Linked DNA regions of Sus scrofa: region 1 is linked to region 2. Evidence: chromatin contacts called from public HiChIP or PLAC-seq data. All regions are on one chromosome and are shown on one strand. The core of a region is the stretch at or near the end of the contact, and the rest is flanking DNA. Distances in the headings are between cores, read along the strand shown.

What was found. HiChIP or PLAC-seq counts read pairs in DNA pulled down with a chosen protein or histone mark.
Region 1: a contact with region 2 is called in an H3K27ac HiChIP or PLAC-seq map of alveolar macrophages. The contact joins two enhancer-like sites. A contact is called at or near these places in 1 of 47 Hi-C or Micro-C datasets (embryonic fibroblasts) and 1 of 2 datasets of contacts at active chromatin or transcription factors (alveolar macrophages).

Annotation. Positions count from the first base shown.
Region 1 is chr2:140,833,953-140,840,042 of Sscrofa11.1, reverse strand. CTNNA1 (catenin alpha-1) reads right to left here. Exons shown (of 18, transcript XM_003123988.6): 10 at 818-910. Among named protein-coding and RNA genes, the nearest start is that of LRRTM2, 27 kb to the right of the region's middle. Within about 2 kb of position 4,257, at least 2 of the 83 cell types and tissues checked have an H3K27ac peak or open chromatin away from gene starts, as enhancers often do. A contact at or near this core is called in alveolar macrophages, where this site is marked.
Region 2 is chr2:140,685,824-140,691,114 of Sscrofa11.1, reverse strand. All of the region lies in intron 1 of CTNNA1 (catenin alpha-1), which reads right to left. Among named protein-coding and RNA genes, the nearest start is that of CTNNA1, 5.7 kb to the right of the region's middle. Within about 2 kb of position 3,219, at least 19 of the 83 cell types and tissues checked have an H3K27ac peak or open chromatin away from gene starts, as enhancers often do. A contact at or near this core is called in alveolar macrophages, where this site is marked.

The sequences.
Region 1 (6,090 bases), core at 3,008-5,507, 150 kb before region 2:
GTCTTTTAAGGTCCCAAATGTCCTTTTTTTTTTTTTTCCACTTTTTTTTAGGGCCACACCCATGACACATGGAGGTTCCCAGGCCAGGGGTCCAATTGGAACTATAGCTGCAGGCCTACACCACAGCCACAGCAATGTAGGATCTGAGCCACATTTTCGACCACAGGTCGCGACAACACCAGATCCTTAAACCCACTGAGCAAGGCCAGGGATCGAACCCACAACCTCTTGGTTCCTAGTCGGATTTGCTTCCGCTGTGCCACGACAGGAACTCTCGGATCCCAAATGCTTAATCTAACCCAATCACCGGTCTTCCCATATGCCAATATAAATATAGAAAAGTTTTCAAATGTTTACTCCACAAGCTGGCTGAATTATGTTATTAACATCTGTATCATAAGGATACTTCAGGTCGTTGCAGAGTAAGGCTTCTAGCTCTTGAATCCAAACACTGGGCATCCGGATGGGATGCGGATGGGTAGCTGTTATTCTTTTCAGCTTGTGGATGATCACCCCGATTCCAGGACGACCACAGGCTGCAGATGACCCTCTACACGGAGGGTGGAGAATGGCCGCTGCCCACCCTCCCTTTGCCGCAAGTGAAGGACACGGAGGGGCGCATGATGCCTCAAGGAAATATCACTGAAAGTTAAGCAAATTTCTCCAAGCTGTATGGACTCCGGATCAGTGTGTTGTCCCCAAGCCTTCTACCTAAAATCCTACAAACAAAACTAAAAAGTAAACCTCATCTATACTCTAAAAAAAAGAAATCGAACCCAGTTTAGCCGTACTTTAAACACTGCTGGCTATACTTTACCTGAGGACAGAGGGCTTCTAGCTGGCTTGCAGACATTCGAACAAGCTTTACACCTTCTTCATTGTTTGAGATGGAACAGGCCAGGTTGGCAACCTAGAAGAAAAGAATAAAAAGATCTTTGAAGATTTTTCTCTTTTGACTGCAAAGGAAAACAAATGAATACCTACCCCATCCCTGACCTTTACAGAACAAAGGACAAGAGCACCAAAGGCGTTTGACTGCTCACAGACTGATTACCTGCATATGAGGACAAATGTTTTAGCTCTGTGCTATCATAACAAGGGATGTACTCTACGTTGGCGGCAGAGCCTTGACAGATCCTAGGGCTTGGAACTGCCCGGCTTTACGCAGGCTCTAACCTGCCTAACACTAACTTCAGAAAGAGGGTCTCCTAGAGTGGGCAGCAATGTGAGAAAAGCTCAGGAAGGGCACCAAAGAATTGTTGGTACCTGCAAATAAAAACGTACTTTGAAGCTGTTCTTCATGGAAGGAAACAGAAATTCTAAGTTGCAACTCTCACTTGACAGGTGAATGATGCTTATGTTAAGCCAAGATGAGGTTTATTTGAACACAAGGCTATTTTTCAAAAAAAAAAAAAAAAAAAAAAAACCAGCATGAACACAACATCAAGATGGACCCAAGGCCATCCTCATCAGAAATGAAAAAGAAACAGAGATGATGTCCCGTAGTCAAGAGCAAAACTGGGAGTTCCCATTGTGGCGCAGAGGAAATCAATCTGACTAGGAACCATGAGATTTCAGGGTTGATCCCTGGCCTTGCTCAGTGGGTTAAGGATCCGGCGTAGCCGTGAGCCCTGGGGTAGGTCACAGACACGGCTCAGATCTGGCGTTGCTGTGGCTGTGGTGTAGGCCGGCAGCTGTAGCTCCAACTGGACCCCTAGCCTGGGAACCTCTGTATGCCAAGGGTGCAGCCCTAAAAAGAAAAAGAAAAAAAAAAAGAGCAAAACTGTCCTTCACCGGTTTCTCAAAAGCACTGACAGCTGGACTGTTTCCTGGATGATGCTACTTTATTTGAACTATAATCTTTACCTTCCCACCCAACCACCTCAACTGCACAACTCCTGTAGCCAGAAACAATCTTGCCACGTTTTATCATACTTCCTCTGCTGAAGCTCTAGCTGTGCTGCGAATGTTGCTCTGAAGCTGCTGCTAGGCCTGTGATCACTTATCCAAGTTTCTAAACGAACAGGCTTGCCAATCCCATTAGCAATCCCAAGGACCCACTGAATACATGGTGCTGAGACACGTCTTCCCCCCAGTCGCAAATTGAGTTATGAATGATAGCGGCGTAGGCAGCTGAAAATCAGAGGCACTTTCTGAGAATTTAAAATGCCAGAGTAAACAAGGGCAATGGCAATAACCTTTGATTTTCACTCCTCCACTCAACTTACGCACATAAAGGCACAAGAAAAATTATATACTATTACTGTTGTTTGCAGTGTTACCGTTAGGGATTATCAGCTTTCTGTAAGACTGCTTGCTAACTATCAGAATCCTGCAATGCCTAATCACAAGGAGAAACAAAAGAAAATGCAATTTCAACACAAAAATGCATGGAACATGAAAATTAAGTCTGATCCTTAATGTTTATAGGCCTTCAAAAATCACACAAAGAAGTAACACTCATGTTCCCTGAAGGTTCTAACTCCACTTTCTGGTGCCAACTGGACCTGAGCAAAAAGGCACTTCTGTCCATGATGACAATCTACAAGGGCTGCTTGGCGATTTCTTTTGTTTGCTTCAAAACTGCTGCAAAATATGACCTAAGCTAATTGCTGCAGAACTTCGAACTTTCAGACATATTATCCCTCAAATGTACATTTCACGATGGCTTCCTGAAGGAGAAGCAGATGTGTTTACGAAGCCACAGCTTCTAACGCTTCGCCGCCTTAAGAAGGCATTTCGAAAACCAAACGTAAAATCTGAGGCTGAGGACTGAACTAGCACGTTGGGACCAACGAAGCTCCCTGGTCCTGCCGCAGTCCCACCACTCAGGAGGCCTGTCACGGGCTGAGATTCAGGAGCGTCCGTCGCTTTCTGCCTTCCAGCATCTAGTCACCCCAGTACAATTTCATATCCTTCCCATCTTATGAATATGTAAAACTTAGAGAAAATATTTAGGTTAAGCAAAACATTCCAATAAACATCATCTACTCCCAACACACGACAGGGGGACTGGCTTCGGCAGAAACGGCCGACCTCTGCACACCGCTGCTGCGGTTTCCAGATTCAAATCCCAACAGAACAAAGATCAGGGAAGACTTGGTCTCCGTTTAGAAGGTCTCTGATGTGCAGCCGCAGCAGGAATGCTCTGCAAGCACACGCGGCCTGTTTCAGGAGCCACCCCGCCTGGCCTGGGAGGAGGAAGCGGGCGCCTGTCACTGACCGTTTTCTCCAGATGAATGAGCTTCAATTCACCCTCCAGGGACAAGGCTACTCACTTCTAACAATGACAAGTGTGCAAATGCAACATGCAGACCACAGCTCTCTGAGAGGCCAACCTCATACACTAGCGCCAGGCGTGACTGCCCTGAGAGGCCAGGGTGTGGGAAAGGGCTTCTTCTTAACTTCGTCCTTCCGGTGGCTCTAGAAATCTGGGACAGCAGCTAACAGGAGACTCAGAAGATTCTATAGCGTGGCTCAGGGACACTCCGAGTGGCTAACGTCCCGAGAACCTGGCAGAGCTGAGACTCTGGAGCGAGATGAACGACATGTGTCATTTGCTCTTGGAATAAATGATATCTTTGCTACCACAGTGACATGAATTTTAATAATTTAAAAGTCTTTGATTCCTGCTGTTATATCAGGTGGGCTAACACTGGCGCGACGACTACCAGCTTTGAAGTCATGGGGCCTCTTCTGCACTCCTTCTAACTGCCCTGCTTCATTTTTCTTGTGGAAGAGCAAAACATTTCAGGAAACTTTCAACTCCCTGATTTAAAAAAAAAAACAAAACAGCCCTGGGCTTTTGCTGGTTTTAGAAGTTGCCCCAGTAATAATCTGTGCTGTGTGGGGAAAAAAATTGTCACAGCCAGGCTGTGAGATCAACAAATATGACATCTGTGCATGACAGAAAAGACAACATTTCAGACATTCAGGAAAGCGCTACAATTTTTTTTACCTAAATAAAACTTATGAAACAAACTTCTGTAGCAGAAAAAAAAAAAAACACCATCATGACAATTTCCCCTTTATCATGCACATGTTGATGACTTTAAATATATTTAAAATTTGTTTAGGTCAAATGCGAGTTATTTCCCACTATCCCTTACCTTGGATCCTTTGCAGGAAGACAAGAAGAACTTTCTTTTTATTCTTGGTAATAAACTGATGACGTACCCGCGTAATAGCCTATACCCATTGTGGAAGTGAAACAAACGAAAAGAACTGTAGAACAGGGAGTGAGTAAGCAGTGACACCACAATCTGAGCAGCAGGCCATAAAGCTCAAGCTCAAAACCTATGTCACTTGCCATGTGACCTTGGGTCATCCACCTAGCACCCAAGTTTTCCTCTCAAAAATGGTTAAACTCTCTGTACTCTCAAAAAGTCCAACTTTTCTAGACTTGTCATGTATGAAGGGAAAAGTCCCTACTGCACAGGGTATAAATCTCAGAACCACTCAAGAAATTTCTAACAATTATTTCCAAACCCACAGAGGAAAGAACGATGGAACAGGGCTTAAGCTCCCATCTTCCCAATTTCCAGGGAAGGGTGGTGGCTATCTTATTAGGAGAAGTAAGATTGCTTACCGAAATGTGAGCACACATGGCTGATAGAAAAGTTCCCAACTGGACTGTGATGATGACTGCACAGTCCTGAAAATTCAGTAATTTAAGCATCCAATGACTTGTACACTTAAAATGAGTGAATTTTATGGTATATAAAATATACCTCAATCTTGCTGTATTTTAAGAAATGCAGGGCTAAGCAGGTGAGTAAATAAGGGAAATAAGCAGAGGCTAGAAATGAGAAAGCAGACATCCAGAGCGGTAAGCAAGCACTGAAAACAGTGTTTATGCAGGGTAAGGGGTGAGCCATTCTGTGACTGAGCACTTGGGGTTTTAATAGCCCAGCACCATGGCCCTCACAAGGCAGATGCCTTAGATGAGACAATCTGCCTTGAGCTGAGACAGCCAAAAGGCAACATCTTGAGTGAAAGGGTGAATTAAGGAAAAAAGTCAACATGAAGAGGAAAAACAGTAGGATGCTTACCCTACACATTTTCTCAAGGAGAAGAAAAGGCCTCTCCTTCTGCAAATTCTAAGCCAAGGCTGGCCCTCTTCAGGGGTTGAGGTATAGAAACTGTATTATTTATACAGCAGAAACCCTTTAGGTTTAGGAAGTCATGTACTAGCGGTATCTGTAAGCAACTGGTATAATATAAAGGGAAATTTTCCCTGACACAAGGTAACCTGAACCCAAGCTTCAAAGAATTCTCAAATGCAAAATGCCAGGAACACGAAGTCACAATAAAGTGCATGAAACACAAAGAAATAAGCCATCTTGAGCAAAAATATGCAAAACAACTGTGTATTCAGATCCATTTCTGCAGATACTCAAATGATCAGAAGTAGAATATTAAAATATGTTTCTTATCTTAACATTTAAATAAAAGAAAGTATACGAAGTATAGAGAGTGAAAAACACACTCAAAAATGACTAGGCAGACTTGAGAAGGATCAAAATAGAACCTCAAAGGAAAAGTACTGATGTTTATCATTTCTAGAAATTTAAAATAATACTGACTAAACACTGCCAAAAAGAGAATTACTAACCTAGAAAGTCAAACTGAAGAAATTATTCAGGAAAGCCAAGACATTTTCATGACATGGAAACCATAAAGGAAATTGAGAGACATGCAAGATAAAGTGAAAAAGTCTACTACTATCTGAAACTGCAAGGATTTCACAAGGAAAAACAGGGAGAATCGGCAGTACTCAAAGAGGTGACAGATGAAATGTTTTCGGCATGGATGAAACATAATTTTCAGATTTGGGGAGACAAACTCTAAAGAGAGTAAAACATAAAGAAATCCATGTCCCATAACACTGAAGTGAAACCTTAGAATAAGACAAGATTTTTAAAACAGCCAGAAAGTAATACAAATTATCTCCAAAGAAAGCTCAGTGAGACTGATTGCCGACTTCTCTACAGCAATAACAGAAGCCAGAGATAGGGCAACAGTATTTTCAAATCACTGAAGGGCATGGTGGGGGATCATCCTAGGACTATATATTCAATAAAATCAGTT
Region 2 (5,291 bases), core at 1,970-4,469:
TGCCCTGTTGGCAGGAATGCAAAATGGCACAGCCACTGTGGAAGATGGTAGGGCGGTTCCTCAAAAAATTAAAAATAGACTCACCATACAATGCAACATTCCACTTCTGGGTTTATATCCCAAAGAACTGAAAGCAGTGTCTCAAAGAGATACTTGTACACCCATGTTCACAGCAGTATTATTCACAGTAGCTAAACTTGGAAGCAATCCAAGTTCATTGACGAATGGATAAGCACACTGTGGGATATACATAAAATATTATACCGCCTTAAAAAGCAAAGTCTGCCATATGCTGCAACATGGGTGAACTCTGAGGACATTATGCTAAATAAAATAAGCTAGTCACAAAATAAGCCAGTCATAAAAAGACAGTAATATTCCACTTACATGCGGTACCTAGAGTGGTCAGAGACAAAGCAGAAAGGTGGCTGCCAAGCGCGGGCCTAAGAGGGTGATGGTGAGTTGCTGTGTCATGGGTTTAGTTTTCATTGTGTAAGATTAAATGACTTCTGGAGATGGATGGTGGTGATGACGGCACAGTATGAACATACGTAATATCAGTGAACTGCACATTTAAAAATAGTTAGGATGGTAAATTTTATATTTTACCACAATTTTTTTAATTAAGAAAAAAAGAGGAATTTCCGACACATGCTACAACGCACATGAATCTCAAATGCACTATGCTAAATGAAATAAGCCAGACACAAAAGGACAAATGCCTGATCCCACTTGTATGAGTACCCAGAATTAGCAAATTCATAAAGAAAAAAAAGAGACCAGAGATTCCTTGGGGCTGGGGAGAGGACAGGATGGGGAGTTACTGTTTAATGACTGGAGTTCCTGTTCAGAATGATGAAGTTCTGAAAATGGATCGTGATTATGCACAACTTAAAGCTACTTTATGTCACTAAACTCTACACTTAAAATCCCTGAAATAGAAGTCATCCTGTGGCAAAGTAGGTTAAGGATCTGGTCCAGTGGTGCCACTGAAGCAGCTTGGGTCACCGCTGTGGTACGGATTCAATCCCTGGCCCAGGAACTTCCATATGCCGTGGGTGCGGCCAAACAAAAAATGGTTAAAATTCTGTTGTGTATATGAAACCATAACTTTTAACAAAAATTTTTAGAGTAGCCAATCTCTTCCCCCCGGGAATTTCCCTTCTAAGAAGTTTCCCTTGGAAATAAGGATGGGCAGGAGTTCCGGCTGTGGGTTAAGGATCCAGCAAGGCTGCAGCTGTGGCGACCGTCGGTCACAGCTGTAGCCTGGATTCAGTCCCTGACTCGGCAACTTCCATACTCTGCAAACAAGCTTCAATAAAGTGGATGTAAAGCCGAGCCTTCTCCATGCACAATCCTATAGTTAGCAAATATACCATAATTAATTAATTATTGAATAATATCTACTGAGGGTTTAGTAAGAGTCAGAAAACACAAAAGACTGAAAGATACGTTAGAATGTAATTGCCTTAAAGGAGTTCAGCAAGTAAAAAAAGAAATTATGGTCTAGAAAAGTCTTTAGAAAGGTCAATTAGTAACTCAATGCCATCTAAGTGCTGGTTTTACGCAAAAGACAATTTAATATGGACAAACAGGTCCTGTTCAGCACTCCATAACTAAAAGAATAAAACAGCACTTTATCACATGAGAAGTTAAAATAACTATCTTTTAAAAGTCCTCTTATTCATCACATGGATGACAAAGTTCAAACTCTCCAGTTGAGACTGCTAAGATTAAAAACTCCTAAAAGCACCTTATCACCATAAATCATCAGGTAACAGAATGACAAATTATGTGAATGACAAATTAACAACAGCAGGAAACACCCTACTACAAAATTGTTTATGATCTTTTAAGAATTACATTTTTGGGAGTTCCCATCGTGGCGCAGTGGTTAACGAGTCCGACTAGGAACCATGAGGTTGCGGGTTCGGTCCCTGCCCTTGCTCAGTGGGTTAACGATCTGGCGTTGCCGTGAGCTGTGGTGTAGGTTGCAGACGCGGCTCGGATCCCGCGTTGCTGTGGCTCTGGCTGTAGGCCGGTGGCTACAGCTCCAATTCGACCCCTAGCCTGGGAACCTCCATATGCCGCAGGAAAAGGCAAAAAGACAAAAAAAAAATTAAAAAATAAAGAGTAAATAAAAACATGGGAGTTTTCTGGTGGCCCAATAGTCAGGATTTGGCCCTTTCACCACTGCAGCCCAGGTTTAATCCCTGGTCTGGGAACTGAAATCCCACATCAAGGTGCTGCAGGTTGTAGCCAAAAAAAAAAAAAAGAGAGAGAGAGAGAATGTGGAGCAAAACAGAACACTGCTGTTAGGAATGTAAAATGCCATAGCTGCTGTGGAAAACCGCATGGCAAGTCCTCAAAACCCGCAGAGAGTTACTGCACCACATGAGCTAGAAATTCCACTGCTGGGTATGCACCCGAAAGAGCTGAAAGTAGGGACACAAACACCCATCTGCACATCTACATTCAAAGCAGCATTATTCACACTGCAAAAAAAGTGAAGGCAACCCCAGCGTTCATCCAGAAAACTGGATAAAGGAGTATTACTCAGTCTTACAGTGGAAGGGGATCCCGACACAGGCTACCACACGGGTGAACCTGGAAGGCATTATGCTAAGTGAAACAAGCAGAGTACTTAAGCCAAATTCAATGAGCCAGAAAGTACAATGGTGGTCGCTGGGGGGCTGCAGGAGAGGGAATGGGGAGTTACTGTTTAAAGGATATGGAGTTTCAGTTTAAGATAATTTTTCCGGATGTGGACAGATGTGAATGTACTTAATGCCACTGAATATAAAAACCATTTAAATGCTGAGTTTTGTTATGTAAATGTTACAACACAAAAAAAAAAAAACAGGGTAGTGCTGTGAGAATGTCATAATCTGATTCAAATTTTCAGAAAAGATCACTTTTAGCAATAATGACCAATGTCTCAATAGAAAAAGCATATTAGGAGTTCCCTTATGATGCAGTGAATTAAGGATATGGCAGTTGTCACTGCAGCCTGGGAACTTTCATAAGACGAAGGCGCAGGGGGTGGGGAGGCATATTAATCAGCCTTCATGGAGTTCCCCTTGCGGTGCAGTGGAAATGAGCCCCACTGATATCCATGAGGACTCATTCAATTCCTGGCCACGCTCAGTGGGTTAAGGATCCAGCGTTGCTGTGAGCTCTGGTGTAGGTTACAGAGACGGCTCGGATGCTGCACTGCTGTGGCTGTGGCGTAGGCCAGCAGGTGCAGCCTAAGCCAGGAGCTGCAGCTTCGGTTCAACCCCTAGCCTGAGAACTTCCATGTGCCAGGTGTGAGGCCCCAAAGAGGAAAAAAACAAATCAGCCTTCAGACAGACTACATTTGCGTGAAGGAAGGATGGAGCATTCCAGAAAAAAATGCCTCAGAGATGCAGAGACAGGTAGCAACATCTTACAATAGAAAATGAAGCTGAAAAGTAAGTTAGAGGAGTTCCCTAGTGATGCAGTGAGTTAAAAATCCAGCGTTGTCATTGCTATGGTATGTCCCTGGCCCAGGAATGTGTGCATGCCAAGGGCGTGGCCAAAAGAAAAGTAAGTTACAGCCAGAGCATAGAAACCCTGAATGCCAATCTAAGTATCAGACCAGTGCGACAACAAGATAGTAGTAAATTTCCCAAAAGAGGAATATCGCTTATATGTAAAGACTGAAGAGCAGAGGGGAAGATGTTAAGAAATTCTACCAACTTTTGCAAACACTGAGAGATCAACAACAATGTTCCAGGAGTTCCCACTATGGTGCAACAAGATGAGCAGGTCTCCGCAGCTCCAGGAAACAAATGAGATCCCCGGCCCAGCACAGAAGGTCAAAGGTTCTGGTGTTAGCGCGGCTGCAGCAGAGGTCGCAACCGTGGCTCAGATCTGACCCCTGGCCCAGGCAGCCAAAAGAAACAAGACAATGCTCTGGATTCTCAGAATAAAAACTGAAGGGAACGGACAAGTGCGCAGAGACGGCTAAGGGACAGAGATGGATTTCTGGAGTACTGATACTTTTCTGTTTCTTGATCTGGATGGTGGCTATGCGTGGTGTTCACTCAAATAATTCATTAAACAAGTTCTCTAATTTGAGCACTTTTCTCCATGCACATTATACTTTAATTTTTTAAAGTTTTATTTAAAATAGGAGTTCCCTGACTCAGAAGTAACAAATCCGACTAGTATTCACGAGGATGTGGGTTCAATCCCTGGCTTGGCTCAGTGGCTAAGGAATCCAGCATTGCCGTGAGCTGAAGCATAGGTCCCAAACTCAGCTGAGACCCTGTGTTGCTGTGGCCATGCTGTAGGCTGGCAGTGCAGCTCCCATTTGACCCCTAGCCTGGGAACTTCCATATGCTATGGGTGTGGCTCTAAAAAAAATAAAAAATAGGAGTTCCCATCACGACTCAGAGGAAATGAATCTGACTATATCCACAAGGACGCAGGTTTGATCCTTGGCCTCACTCAGTGGGTTAAGGATCCGTCTCGCCACAAGGTGCAGCATAGGTCACAAATGTGGCTCAGAATCCAGTATAGCTGTGGCTGTGGTGGAAGCCTGCAGCTTCGATTCAATTCCTAGCCTGGAAACTTCCATATGCCAAAGGTAAGGCCATAAAAAGGGGGGGGTATTTAAGAAATCACCAGTTAGGATGAAGTCATCCATAAGAAATTTACCTAAGGACATTAAAGATGCTACCACAGAATATGTACAAGGTACCCAAGAAACACTGAGATCCAAACTAAAGCCCAGAGTCAGTGACGTCTAAGGTGGGTTTTAAAAAATTTGTTTGTCAGATGGATGAGAAAAAAGTTACTCCTGACAAAAGAAAAAATACGAAAAAGGCACCAAAGCAAACAACACTACAACTTATCCAGAGAACTACAAGTTATTTCAATAATTCAAAGAAGATAATCTAAACTACCATGGAAGGAGTTCCCACCATGGCACAGCAGAAACGAACCCAACCAGGAACCATGAGGTTGCGGGTTCGATTCCTGGCCTCACTCAGTGGGTTAAGGATCTGGCGTTGCTCTGAGCTCTGGTGTAGGTGGCAGACATAGCTCGGATCCCGCATTGCTGTGCCTATGGCATAGGCTGGCAGCTGCAGCTCTGATTAGACCACTAGCCTGGGAACCTCCATATGCCATAGGTGTAGCCCTAAAAAAAAAAAAAAAAAAAAAAAAAAAAAAGCAAAAATAATAATACTGATAAATAAACTACTGTGGAAGCAGAGAGAAGGGCAAAAAGGAATTCATGCTAAGAGGAGAGAGGAAGGAAAGGA